Regions from separate parts of the Mus musculus genome. Here regions 2 and 3 are each linked to region 1. The links are chromatin contacts, called in public promoter capture Hi-C maps. All regions are on one chromosome and are shown on one strand. The core of a region is the stretch at or near the end of the contact, and the rest is flanking DNA. Distances in the headings are between cores, read along the strand shown.

Evidence for each region. Promoter capture Hi-C pulls out the DNA fragments that hold promoters and counts their contacts.
Region 2: a contact with region 1 is called in a promoter capture Hi-C map of liver, with 3 times the contacts expected there. The contact joins the enhancer-like site here to the promoter of Gtpbp10 in region 1. A contact is called at or near these places in 7 of 39 promoter capture datasets (the 3T3-L1 cell line, embryonic stem cells, liver and 3 more).
Region 3: a promoter capture Hi-C map of pre-B cells shows a contact between it and region 1, with 4 times the contacts expected there. The contact joins the promoter of Mterf1b here to the promoter of Gtpbp10 in region 1. A contact is called at or near these places in 11 of 39 promoter capture datasets (3T3-L1-derived adipocytes, the C10 cell line, the HPC-7 cell line and 6 more) and 2 of 9 other capture datasets (adipose tissue and liver).

Annotation. Positions count from the first base shown.
Region 1 is chr5:5,557,031-5,561,324 of GRCm38.p6, reverse strand. It overlaps Gtpbp10 (GTP-binding protein 10 (putative)), which reads left to right and starts at 1,784. Exons shown (of 10, transcript NM_153116.2): 1 at 1,784-1,892; 2 at 3,919-4,112. The coding sequence starts at 1,860.
Region 2 is chr5:4,002,985-4,007,278 of GRCm38.p6, reverse strand. Akap9 (A kinase (PRKA) anchor protein (yotiao) 9) reads right to left here. Exons shown (of 48, transcript NM_194462.2): 17 at 3,497-3,718; 18 at 2,336-2,476; 19 at 1,766-1,869. Among named protein-coding and RNA genes, the nearest start is that of Gm40260, 72 kb to the left of the region's middle. Within about 2 kb of position 2,333, at least 34 of the 459 cell types and tissues checked have an H3K27ac peak or open chromatin away from gene starts, as enhancers often do. A contact at or near this core is called in liver, where this site is marked.
Region 3 is chr5:4,189,937-4,194,230 of GRCm38.p6, reverse strand. It overlaps Mterf1b (mitochondrial transcription termination factor 1b), which reads right to left and starts at 1,864. Exons shown (of 2, transcript NM_001042670.1): 1 at 1,813-1,864.

The DNA of each region.
Region 1 (4,294 bases), core at 535-3,034:
ACACACACACACAGTCATATCTGTGTGATGATATGTGCATATGAGTGCAGGTGCTTTCAGCAGCCAAAAGGGGGCATCAGATGCCCTGGAGCTGTTACATGAGCCTGTGAGACAATTAACCTAGATGCTAGGTCGTGGCTTCTGGTCTTCTAGACGAGTAGGAAATGCTCTTAACCAATGAGTCATCTCTCCAGCCTCATCTCAAGTCAATTTTAACAGCATATTTTTAGGAGAGCGAGTTTAGAGATTTAAAAGGTTTATTCTACTATCTTATTATCAGAATTATAATAAAATATCTTGCTGTGATAATGTTTTGTTTGAGGTATATGTATTTTTCTTTTGCTTACATCATCAATGATCCTTAGCATTTTAGATATCAATTTCTTATTTATATTTTATTTATTGTTATTATATTCTGTGTATGTTATGGGAAAGAGAGTGGGCCTATATTCAATAATCATAAATAAACATTAGAAGGTGTGTGCATTAGGCTAAACATTTTGGCATAATTTAAATGGCAGCACATTTTCTAGATTTAACAGGAAAAGTATGATAACAGCAACTTAATATTCTGGTTTTTAAAATAGTAAGTATATTTATTGAGGCTAACATCTGACATTTGGGTCAATATTTAATGTTAATCTACAGAGGCTAGAACCAACCAACCAAACATCTAAATGAAAATGACAGCTTCAAAGTCCAGGAACAGTAAACTAATCTAGACTGAGCAGTAGTTTCCACACTGTGTACTTCCAAATAGGACTCGCTCCTTTCCCAAATTCCCCATCCTATTGTTTAGGATGCAGAACCTTATCTAAATGAATTGGAGTCCTGTTTTCTAGTCTAGGACTCAGGCATGTAGCAGAATGCCCGTAACTGCAATTTTCAGAGTTTCAAGACTAGCCTTTGCCAGGTTCCAGCTAGGAAAGCGGCCTTAGAGGCGCAGGACCTCGGGCTATCTGTAACTAACTTTAAATCAACCTCATACTGAAAAACGGAACATAACAATTCCTTAAGGTTACTCTCAGCTGCACTGCCCTGGCCAGTGACCATGACTGAGTCACATTTCGCCAAGGATTCTAAACCTAATAATTCTAATGATAGAAAATAATAAATGAGCAGTGAAGGGAGACCCCTCTAGTACGCTCGTGTGCCTTTTTCACTTAAAGACTTGGCAGAAAGATTGGCGAAATGGGCCTGCCATTCAGTGATCTTTTTCTGAAGCTTCCTCTCCAAGCTGGAATGTAATCTCTCGTGTTCTCACAAGGACAGCCTTCAAATGAAAGGTGAAAACTCTCGGCTGAGTCCAGGTTGGGGTTTCTGTTTGCCTCCACTGCACACATCATCCTTTGTAAAAATCTAGATCGTCACACTTCTTTCAATACTTCTGTGCTACAAGTTTTAAGTGACTGGTTCCTGAAGTTTAAGCCTTGGCTAGAAAAATTGCTCAAGCCATCATCCAGCAGTCTTTTAGAGCTCTCGGTGTTTTGTACAAGTGTGTCTGTTGGAGGGGTCTTTCATCGTGAGAAAATCCTGGCACCTCAGGTTCTTCAGCTACCATAAAAATGTTTGTGAGGCAGGCCAGTCTCCAGCGCATAGCGTTCAAAGCGTCAACTCCAGAGACTCCTGCCCGGAGCCCTGCTTCCCCTTGCACACAACTTAGACGAATCTGGGCTCTGCACTCTCCTTCCTGCACCCAGAGGCGTCCAAAGCACACGCCCACCTTCCTCGAGCGCGATGCAGCACGCAGGCGCGGATCCGCTGAGACGTCACCTCTGCGACCAGTAGTGACGTCAGTACGCGCGCCCGACCGAAGTTTGTCCGGATTCTGCGGGCGGGAGTCCTGCCCCTTGGAGCTCATGGTGCGCTGCGGTTGCGCTTTGTTGAGAAAGGTTCGTGACGGGGGTCTCCCCAGCTTTGGTGTCTTCGCCGCTCTCCTCCTGGGTTGTCGTTCCTCGGTTCCCGTCTCCTGGGAGAAGATTGTGTCTCAGTGACACGCTGATGGCCGTTTGGGGTCCAGCTTTAGGGAATTCCTGTATTGTTCCCAAAGCACGTGAGAGGATAATTGGGGACCTGCCTGCGGTTTAGACCCGGCATTGCGGTGCACGTGCCGGCTTGTTTGTTTGTTTGGTTTGGTTCTCATTGTTTAAAAGAGAGTCCATAACCTGCTTTTATACATTTCTCCTCCTTTACACTGCTTTTGATATCTTTCTGAAGACTTTTCTGGAAGTCAGAATGTGTGTTTGCTGTGCCTCATATAGAGATTTTACGTCAATTTTTATGTAGTGCCTGTCTTAAAATCCACTTTTATAACAATCTGCAACCAACCGCTCAATTAAAAAAGAATCTCAGTGAGCTTAACTGGCAACGGTGTGTGAAAGCTAGAGGTCATGTACATAAGCTGTTGTTAGGAACAGCCATTATAAATGAGAGTCCTTAATAAATATGACAAATCTAGAAAATAAAGAAAAAGTCACATACTGAACACAGCTTTAAAAGCCCTTACCAGGAATATCTCAGGGTGGTCAACCTTCAGTTTGTTTTTGTTTTTTTTTAAACCCACAGATTTTTTTGATACCCAAAAGTACTGCAGATTACCAAAAACGTGAATATTAATTTAAACGATTGCTCTGTAATTTGAAAGCCTGGGATTATGACACACTGGCTTTATAAGAAGTTACCTACCTAGTGAGGGAAACTAAATGGAAAGTACCAGAGGATATAATCCAGTGTCCGAGGAAGCCTGAAAAGCCAGTCAGTGAGAGTGATGGGCCAAGGAGGCCTCAGATCATACAACCATAAGCCATAGTTTAGTTGTATTTGAGGATACATTGAAACTGACACCAGAAAATGGGTTTATGATAGAAAGAACAAATGATAATCTAAACAGAGGAGAAAGCATGAATAGAGTGGCAGGGAGAGTGGGCAGCTCAGAAAAGAACAGGAAGGCTCCAACAAATGACAGCTGTCCCGGTGAGATCCGGTGAGGGCTTTGAATCCAGCACTGTAAACTTTATTATTTCAGAAGCAGTAAAAACCCAAAGTCACGACTGTTTCTGAGTAAAGAGAGACATAGACATCGGGTTCACTTAAGGGGGAAAGAGATGCTCTTGGCTCATGGTGGCGGATGCATTAAGAAGGAATGATGAGACCCTGAAAGACCATTTGGAGTTCACAGTCAAGATTCTAAGAGGACAGAGGTCCTGGAAAGGAGTTAGGCTTCTTGGAATGCAAAAATTTTGGGGAAAAGCCATCTGTTTGTTCAGTCTTGGTGAGCAGATAAGCTTTGATAATTAACTGAGGGGACAGCTTTTTGCTGTTGCTGCTGATGATGATTTTAAAATATTTGGGGGCTCAGTGGTTAAGAGCACTAACTGCTCTTGAGTTCAAGGTCTTGAGTTCAAATCCCAGCAACCACATGGTGGCTCACAACCATCTGTGATGAGATCTGACGCCCTCTTCTGGTGTGTTTGAAGACAGCTACAGTGTACTTATATATAAAAACATTTTGTTTTGGAGGGAACCCAAAACAAAATTTGAGTGGGTACCCACCAGGTTACTTATTTAAAGGGTTTCAAATGTAAGTGAAAGGCACTTCTGCTTTCAGTTGTTTTAAACTATTAATAGCTTAACTTTTCCCGGGGATTGGAGGTGGGGGCGGGGAGAGTTACTAGTACCCACTGAGGTCAGGTTTGGAATGAAAACAGGGGAAAGGGCAGAAACCTTGGGGCTGGGTGGAACAATTGATCGTTGAGGAAGAGAGTGGGAAACGAAGTAATGTGAGAAAGGGGTACACAGTGCTATGCACACAGCTTTGATTCTTTCCTGAACGAAGCCTCAGTAGAATGAAATTAGAACCTTTTAAGTTAAAAGAATATGTGATGTATATATATCCTCTCTTTCTCTCATTTTCTTAAGTATGGAAATTTCATTGATAACCTGAGAATCTTCACCAAGGGAGGAAGCGGTGGAATGGGTTACCCTCGTTTAGGTGGAGAAGGTGGAAGAGGTGGTGACGTCTGGGTTGTGGCCCATAAAAATATGACCTTAAAACAACTTAAAAACAAATATCCTCAGAAACGGTTTGTGGCCGGAGGAGGAGCAAACAGTCGGTAAGTGCCTATGGGATGGATGGGTGCTCTGAGCTTCGTGGAAGTCAGACGCTTCTGGGGAAACCAGAATGTAGAACTTTACTGATAACCAAGTTACTTTCTGTTTTCTCATCAAGCAAAAGTCTAACATGAATGACTATTTTGGCGGTTTTGACCTTTGTCCATTTATTCTCCCTGTGTCC
Region 2 (4,294 bases), core at 1,084-3,583, 1.6 Mb after region 1:
TTGGACCCTTGGGCACTACAGGCACAGGCTGTTGTGAGCTTCCAATGGTGGGTGCTGGGAACCCAGGTCCTCTGCAACGGAATCCTCTTAACCACTGAGTCATCTCTGCAGTCCCAATCCTTAAAACTGGCACTGCCTACATTTCCCTCTACCCTCTGTCTTACTCGTAAGTATACACATTTTTAAAACAAGGGGAAAAAATGAGGATTGTCCTGAATCAAATGTTTTCATACAGTTTATTTTTACTGTAATGTGAGCCCTTTAAAACTGTCAAAAATGTATTTTCATAGATAGTGATTAAGATTATCTCACGAATCTCAAATGCTTAATTCATCAGAAGTAGTACATCGGCAAACTTTATACTTAATAAATATAGACAAAGGACAGACTCCTGTGGTGGAGGTTCTTTGGCTTATGAGAGCTTTATCTCTCAACTTCTCACTGTGGGAGACTAGTACTAAAGCCCAGATGACAGCTGTCTGCCTCCCAGGCACATGACCTACCTATTTTAGGATGAGGTAATAAATGGAGTTGTTTTCCTTTAGTAGTTGTCAAGCAAAAGACAGGTTTCTATTTTTATATCCAGATCAAGTTATCTACTTATATAATTAAGAATATTAAAAATAAGACCAAATAACGAAAGTAAAGGATCTTCTCAATGTTTACTGAAGATTTGTTCAAGTGTAAAATCCCATGATTAAAAGAATATTAAATAATTTTTACTTTAAAAAAAACTGGCTAAACTCATATGATGGCTAAAGACAAAGAAGACTCATTTTATCAACCTCACCACAAAAAAATCTAAAAACTAAATACATGATTTATAAAATGTAACAAATAGTGAAAATTTTACTTTATAATGTTCATTTTGTATAAGCAAGTAAATAAATAAATAAATGAACAGATTATTCTATACTGCTGTGATAGGTCTAATCTTCATACACTGTCTTTCCTGTTTGAGTTCCACACTGACTGTGTTTCATAGCCATGATCCACTGAAGAAGCCAAAATCTTAAGGGCCAAATTCTGTCATGAGAGCTGAGGAAGGAGACTAGGAGGACACACAAGGATGACAGTCACAGAAACTGTTAGAAGATACTAGTTCTAGTTTTAAATCAAAGAAAATATTTTCATTTCAACAAAATCAAGTTTAAGACTTCGTGCCTTTCTAAACAGTCTTTAAATTAACTTAGGTTATCTACTCTCATAGTGTTGAACACTTTCATGTTAATCTTGGTGAGAGGAAGGTAAGGAATCGTACTGTTGCCAGTGGGTGTTTCATTTACTCTTCTATGAAGCTTGAATGTGTATTAAAGGTTCTTATGTGTTACACAGCAAAAACAAAAAGAAATTAAAGGTGAAATATTTATCATATTGTTTTCTCAAAATACCTAATACTAAATGAATGTCTTAAAGTTACTGAAAAAACAAAACATAAAGACATAAAACTCACTAATAAAAATGATTTTAGAATATAAAATAGCATTATGAGGAATAAAGTTAATTAAGAAAGTCCAATATTCAATAATAACTAAAGAGAGTCAAGATCAACACTAACAAAAACTGAAGTGCATGCAGAAGATTTTTAAAACTAGTCTAATTAACGATAAAAATTGTCATTCCTTCTTATACTATTATCTGTATGGTCAGATTTCATACACAGTACAACTTTTAAGACAAAGTACAATAGAGAAGATAAAGCTCTGACAACCTTTACTGAATTGAAGGGAGCATTTCAACCCTGTGCTAAACAAGTACTTTATACCTTTCATTGGACAGGTTTCTATCGAGAAGAGCATCTTCAGGGCTTCTCTCCAATGTCTTGTCTTTTAACGTCTGTTCCTCAACTTCCTGATCGTCATGTCCATCCTGCGTAAGTTGGTGCAAAGGCAGAGAGGACAAGACAAAGAGAAAACCCGTCATCTTAGAATCGGCAAGGCACACTTCTATAGTGGTATGAGACGAAACAGAAACCTCTGAGCATGATGTAGACTCTGCTTGAAATAATGTTTAACTCTGTGTTATCAAGGAAAGATAAAACAGTCTGATGCAGAGATGAAACACATGGGATGGGTTCAAAGGAATGCATGCTGTATACTATGACAGTAAAATCTGTTAGGCTGCTGCATGGTGGAGCAGTTGCTGTTACTGCAACACCAGAACCACGTTACCAGCAGAATGCACGGCATTTCTGCTCCACCTACCTTCCATGGGAGCAATCACAAACACATTAAGCTCAGTGCCTATGAAAACGGTATCACACACCGACGAGAAAGACAAACAAATCCTACTGCATTGTCACCACTGCGCCTGGGTGAGCCAAAGTCCACACTACCTGTGTTTGCGTACTGCTGTGGCGCAGCTCACAACACAGCTCCTTTCTTCCAGCTAGGGGCAGCTGCTTTAGTGCTTCCAGCTCCTCTAATAGAACCCTTTCTCTCTCTGAAACCACGTGTTCAGTATCTATGGAGGATTTCTAAATAAGAAAAAAGGTCATGAGAGAATATTGTTGGCGATAGGAGAAGAAAACAGAAACATTTGGCAGATTTCTTTTAATCCCTTGAGACCATGGGCTGCTTTTCAAACTGTGACTCAGATTCCATTACAAGGGATTAAAAGGCATATATAAAATTCAATGCAGAATTTGAAAAGTTAAAAAAGTTAATTAAATGTATAAAATTCAGGGATTTGTAGAGTTGAATTAATATTTTTATGTCAAATTTGCATTGAAAATTCAGAAGTCTGAACTCACAAAATACAGTGAAGAAAAGCAAGACTGAATGCTCCAGTGACTCCTATTTTATGCTCCAACCCCAAATTTGCCATTATTTTGAATCTGAAGGAACCCAAGTCAAGAATTCTCTATTTTAGTTTTCAAAATTAAATTTCGAGTTTTCATATAAGCTTTTCTGCAATGATTTTGTGAGTATATTTTATATAGCAACCGGTTAAGAATATAGTTCCCAAATACCAAGGAAAATGTAAATTTAGTTGAGAAAGGATTAAGGTGTTATATAAATTTGCAATTTTCAAATCAATGAAAAGAAACGTGCCACCCCAGATTTCCAACTGTGATTTACGAGGTGGTTAAAGATAGTGGGAGTAAACCTGTGAGCTTAGTTGGTGGCTCACTGAGGTGAACCTGCCTACGTCTACGGGCTGAGAGAACTACATGTGCAGGCACCAGCACAGGGCGGTCTACGCTGAGGAGGTCTCTGCTGTGCATCCTCGGCTACTACGTGACAGAGCAATGATTCCCGTTTTACTCTGCAATCCAGAAGGGAAACTACATACACGACGTCATGACGATGAGCACTATGAATCTGGGTCCGGTATGCCCTCAGGTTCTAACACTGTAGATGGCGTGTCTCTAATGGTAATATCTGTAACCATTTATAGATCCAGCAAAATAAATTTTAAGTTTTAAAAAAGGTTACGAAGTTACACAAAGTTCCTGTTATTTTAGTTGGGGAGAGAAGGGCTCCTCCATGCCAACCTGGGCTAGCTGCTCGTTGAGTCTCTTGATTTCCTCTTGGAGCTGCTCCTGGTCTTCCCGTTGCCTCTCCATCTGTTGCATGTGGGCCTGCCTCAACATTTCTGTTGCCTGCTGGTGTTCTTCATATTGTCGCACAAGTTCTTGCCGCATATCTTCCAACTGTTCATTTAAGATGAGCTGTCTAGAAGTATCCATACTTGACACCAACACCTCATCATGCATCTTTACAGGAAAAACCAAAAGTTCAGCCACACATGAACTATGAAAATGTGCCACTATTGACATTTTCATTGAGTATGAAAGCAATTCTATTACACCCATAGGACACCTGAACTTTTTTCATTATTAAATAAAGCTTAAATTAAAAAAAAAAACAAACAAACAGGTATTTCTTTAAAGCACAACTGAAAAACAATATGAAGTTAATTAACACAATGTGTTGTTTTTGAGGAGGTAAATATCTACCAGCAAGTTTAGCTAAGCTATAATTCTAAAGGAGAAAAATAAAGATATTCAATAATCCCTCTACTTTTAATGAAGCCCTGACTCCATTATTGTTTTCAACATTTTGTGGGGGAAAATGAAGATTTCTTTTTATCTTTTTTTTAAATACATATTCCAAACTTGTAAAGATATTTTCTTTATTTACATTTCAAATGCTATCTCCTTTCCTAGTTTCCTCTCCAAAAATCCCCTACCCATCCCTCCCCCTGCTCCCCAAACCACCCACTCCTGCTTCCCTGGGACTAAACCATCAATCAAAGAAAACACATGGTGGGACTCTTGTCTCTAGCTGCG
Region 3 (4,294 bases), core at 615-3,114, 1.4 Mb after region 1:
ACAATTTCTATTTTACATACATTTTATAACAAATACAATATGAATAATAAATTTTTAAAAATCAGTCACTAAGGATACATATACTAAGTCTATCAGCTTGAAGATTACTACCAGACAGCTCATTCCTTTCAGATGATTAGCACCACGGTAAACGATAAACATGACACAGAATATTCAACAGAAATTCTAATACCAATAAAATAAGAAAAAGGTTTGCTAAGACTCCTAAGAAAAGGGTAAAAAAAACTATTAGTTTGTTAGACTTGTCACAAGTAGATTTTTGTTTCTCTTTATATAACTTATCCTCCAAATAAATATTTTCTAAATGTATCAACATATAAAGTTGAACTGAGCATCCATGCAGCACCCAAAGTAGCGCTCCTCTGATTAATGTCATTGTGGTAAGCACCCCCAGGAGGGTTTTACATTCTCTCTCTTCCTTACCAAATCAACTTCACTCAAAACAGCAACAAAGCAATCTTGTTCCTGCCTATTTTAGTCTCAGTGTCCTTGCTGTCTTTTCATTATTTTTAACTGACATAACAAATAATGGAATCTGTATCTATCTTCCCAAAGTCCCTCTTTTACTTTCATGTCACACACATGAGTGTGTGTGTGTGTATTCTCCATTAGAAGCATGTCCTATTGTTTTTCCTCATAATTCTCATATTCCCATCACCTTCTCAGTAGATGCTCTCTCCCCTCAGCACTTACTACTACTATCTTATCAAACTCAAAGCTCACATATGAGCGCACTCGCAGGCGGGAAAGCACGTGCACTTTTCTGAGTTAAATTGTCTTTTCTTTCAGAAAAGAAAAAGGGTCATTTTCATGAACCCAAGTTGTATTTGCAAGTCATTGTATAAACACAATGTCCTTTTAAAAACAGATTGTTGAGCTGAATTTGTAACCTCTGGCAAATTAACTATCCCAAGACAAATTTTAAAAAAAGCAAATATCGAATAATTGCCTTCAATCTTCCTCTAAAATAAACCATTTTCTTAAGCTTCGTTAAATTTCATGAATATCACCAACATCTTGGTGACTGTAACTACCGAGGTTCAAGATGGAAGATTTATGTCCCTGTCCCTTCCCGTCCCCTCCACCCCACCCCATCCCACAGCTGGAAAGCTAACAGGTGTTTAAAGAAAACTGCTAATCTTTGGGAATTCCACAATCCCGCTACTCTTTTGACACAGCATTTAAGTGTACAGGGTTGTTTTGTTTTGTTTTGAACAGAACTACATATCGATGTCGACTTTGTCATAAGAGACTTTAGATCTCTCCAGAAAAGGTAAAAACCGATGTTTCTACCACCACACCACTAATTTGGAAAAGAAAAAGGCAAAAATATCGCCAGTGTAGTAGAGAATAAAGAAGTCCAGGTCAAATCATTTTTGTGAGATGCACGACCTCTCGCAAACTAAACATTTCTCAGTCATAATAAAAAGAAAACGGCAACGCATGGGGGGAAGGTAGCGGAATCGCAAACGCACTTTAATACCAGAACCCCACGTTACACATACATTATTTCGTAATGCCCTATATATACAACAACCTAAGGGTGGGCACTGTCCCTAAAGTTACAAATTCCGAGCCAATGCCGAGCTCTTTGCTGTACGAAGTGTGGAGGGCTTGATGAGTCTAAACTCAGAACCGCCGTAATCCCACATCGAAGGCTCGCCTTCCCTCGGGCAGTTCTGCAATGGCCTTTAGCCATTCATCGCCCTGTCTAGCAGAGACTCGCAAGCCGCTCGCAAAGGCTCCAGCAGCTCCCCAGCCCCAGCCCGCACACTGCATCCGCGCTCCTACCAACGCTCCCGGTAGACACCTTTCACTTCCGCCTCTGGACGCCCGGGAGGGAGCGGAGTGCGGAAGTAACGGCTGACTTCCGGCCTCGGCCTGGCGCAGAGGTGACGTCACTAGCCCGGCGCGCTGTGCCTAAATCCTCGGCCGCCTGACCGCGGGAGCCCAGCAGGGGGCGGCTGAGACTGTGGCTGCGGGGACTCTGGGCTCTGGGCTGGTTCGAGACCACAGGGCGGCGCCAAGGCTTCCCTCTGGCTGGGGCTGAGATTCTGCCTGCACCAAAGAACAGGTTCGGTTTGATCTCTTTCTTTTAGGTTGCTTTATAGACCTTGGGGGTCTTTGTTTGTTTGGTAGGTTGGTTGGGTTTTTTTTCCCCCAAATTCTTCTGCATTTTTCTGTTTGGTTTGGTGTTTGTAAGAATAAAGATTTCTATTTGGGAATTTAAATTATTAATAATCAGTTTACTCAGAAAGTGAAACTACTGATCACAGCTTATTCCTTGCCTGGGATTACTCAGTAGCTATTTACGGTGCACGTGTGGCTTGCGGAAAGCAAGACAACCTCGGCCTTCTGGACCGTAACTCCCATGGTCTCGCTTCTGCCAGAATATTCTCTCCTCAGCATGCCCCATGGATTTTCATTTATGAACACCAGGAGATGGCTTTAGTCCTCTTGAAAGTGATATCAATGAGGAAAAGGTGCAGCTGAGATATTGGAGAGGTTGGGAAGACGAAGGGCAGGGAGGGAAAGATGAGGGGCAAAGAAGAGAAAAAGAGAACTAGGAGCAGTGTGGTAGACAATGTTTCCCAAGAGGCTGTTCTGGGGTTCTCATCTTCCTTGAGGGATGTTGTTGTTGTTGTTGTTGTTGTTGAGACAACTTTGTATCAAAGTTGTGCTGCTATGCAAATCTCTCTCCTTTGCCATTTCGTTTTGAAAGGATAGTGACATGTGATGATGCTTGTGATTTTAGATGACCTCACTTGGAAGGAGGAGAGTAGGGAAGTCTACATCAAGATAAACCCCTCCCTAAAATTAGACTTAAAACCCTCAGGACTTAGACTCAATGTGTAGATCAAATGCCATGTCTGTGCTATCTTCAGAATTGTCCCTGTCCTCTTTTAACCAAAGATTGATAATAATGATATAACTAGTAATATTGATTATTGTGCCTTTATGTCTGCCTCACTAGCTTTTCCTTGTTTGAGTCTCAACAAACTCAATTAGAGTGAGAAAGGAATTAGCCCTCCATTCCTCTAAGAGAACCCACGGGTAAAATACCACCATCCATAGATTCCAGGATTCAATAAACAAATGTCCTTTCTACATCCTTGTCAATTACACAAATCTACATCTTCCTGTAATTACACTCAGGGTCTGTAGAGGGATTTTAATGTAACAACATGGCTACTCTAGCTATAATACAGACATGCCTTAGCACATTCCTTTAATCCCTCTGGCTGGAATACAAAGATGCCCTTATTCTACACCATTAACCCAAGAGAATGAAGGTAAAGTTAGTTTGTAGAAGGAAGTACCCATGTTTGAAAGGGGTATCTAATTAACTGGGAAACAAAGTGATGAACCAGAGAAAGATTTGACAGAATAGTATATGCCTAGATCTCATGAGAATAGAGAGATGACTTAAAGGGGGAGGCAGTTTTACTGGGAGAGTTTTACAGAGACAGGTTGAAGAGGAAACAAGCTAGACACAAGTGAAGACTGAATGAGCCAGTGAATGAGAAGGAGCCAGAAGATCAGAACGGATTGCTAGAATTAGTTTGAGACCAAGCAGAGCAATTCAGTCAGAAGTGGAAAAAAGCCAGATTAAATCAGTCAGCTTAGAAAAGTGTTTGAGCCAGAACAGCAGCTTTAAATCAGCTTGCCAGAGTTCCGAAAGTGCCAGAAAGGGTGAGCTTATTCAGCAGGAAGTCTCAGAGGCTGAAAGCATTCTAGACCTAGATTAGATTGTACAGACAAAAGTTTGCAGGAGACAGCCCTTAGCAGATGGAGGCAGTAAGCCTCCAGAGGACAGTCATATCAGGTGAATACAGAAGTCATTGTCTTACATAGGGTTACTACTGTTGTGATGAGACACTGTAACCAAAGCAACCTGAGGAGGAAAGGGTTTATTTAGCCTATGCTTCCACATCACTGTTCATCACCAAGGAAGTTCAGACAGGAACTCAGACAGAACAGGAATTTGGAGGCAGGAGCTGATGCAGAGGTCATGGAGGAGTGCTGCTTACTGACTTGCTCCTCATAGCTTGCTCAACTTACTTTCTTTTTTCTTTCTTTTTTTCTTTTTTCTTTTTTCTTTTTTTTTTTTTTTTTTTTTTTCGAGACAGGGTTTCTCTGTGTAGCCCTGGCTGTCCTGGAACTCACTCTGTAGAGCAGGCTGGCCTTGAACTCAGAAATCTGCCTGCCTCTGCCTCTCGAGAGCTGGGATCAAAGGCGTGCGCCACCATGCCCGGCTTCAACTTACTTTCTT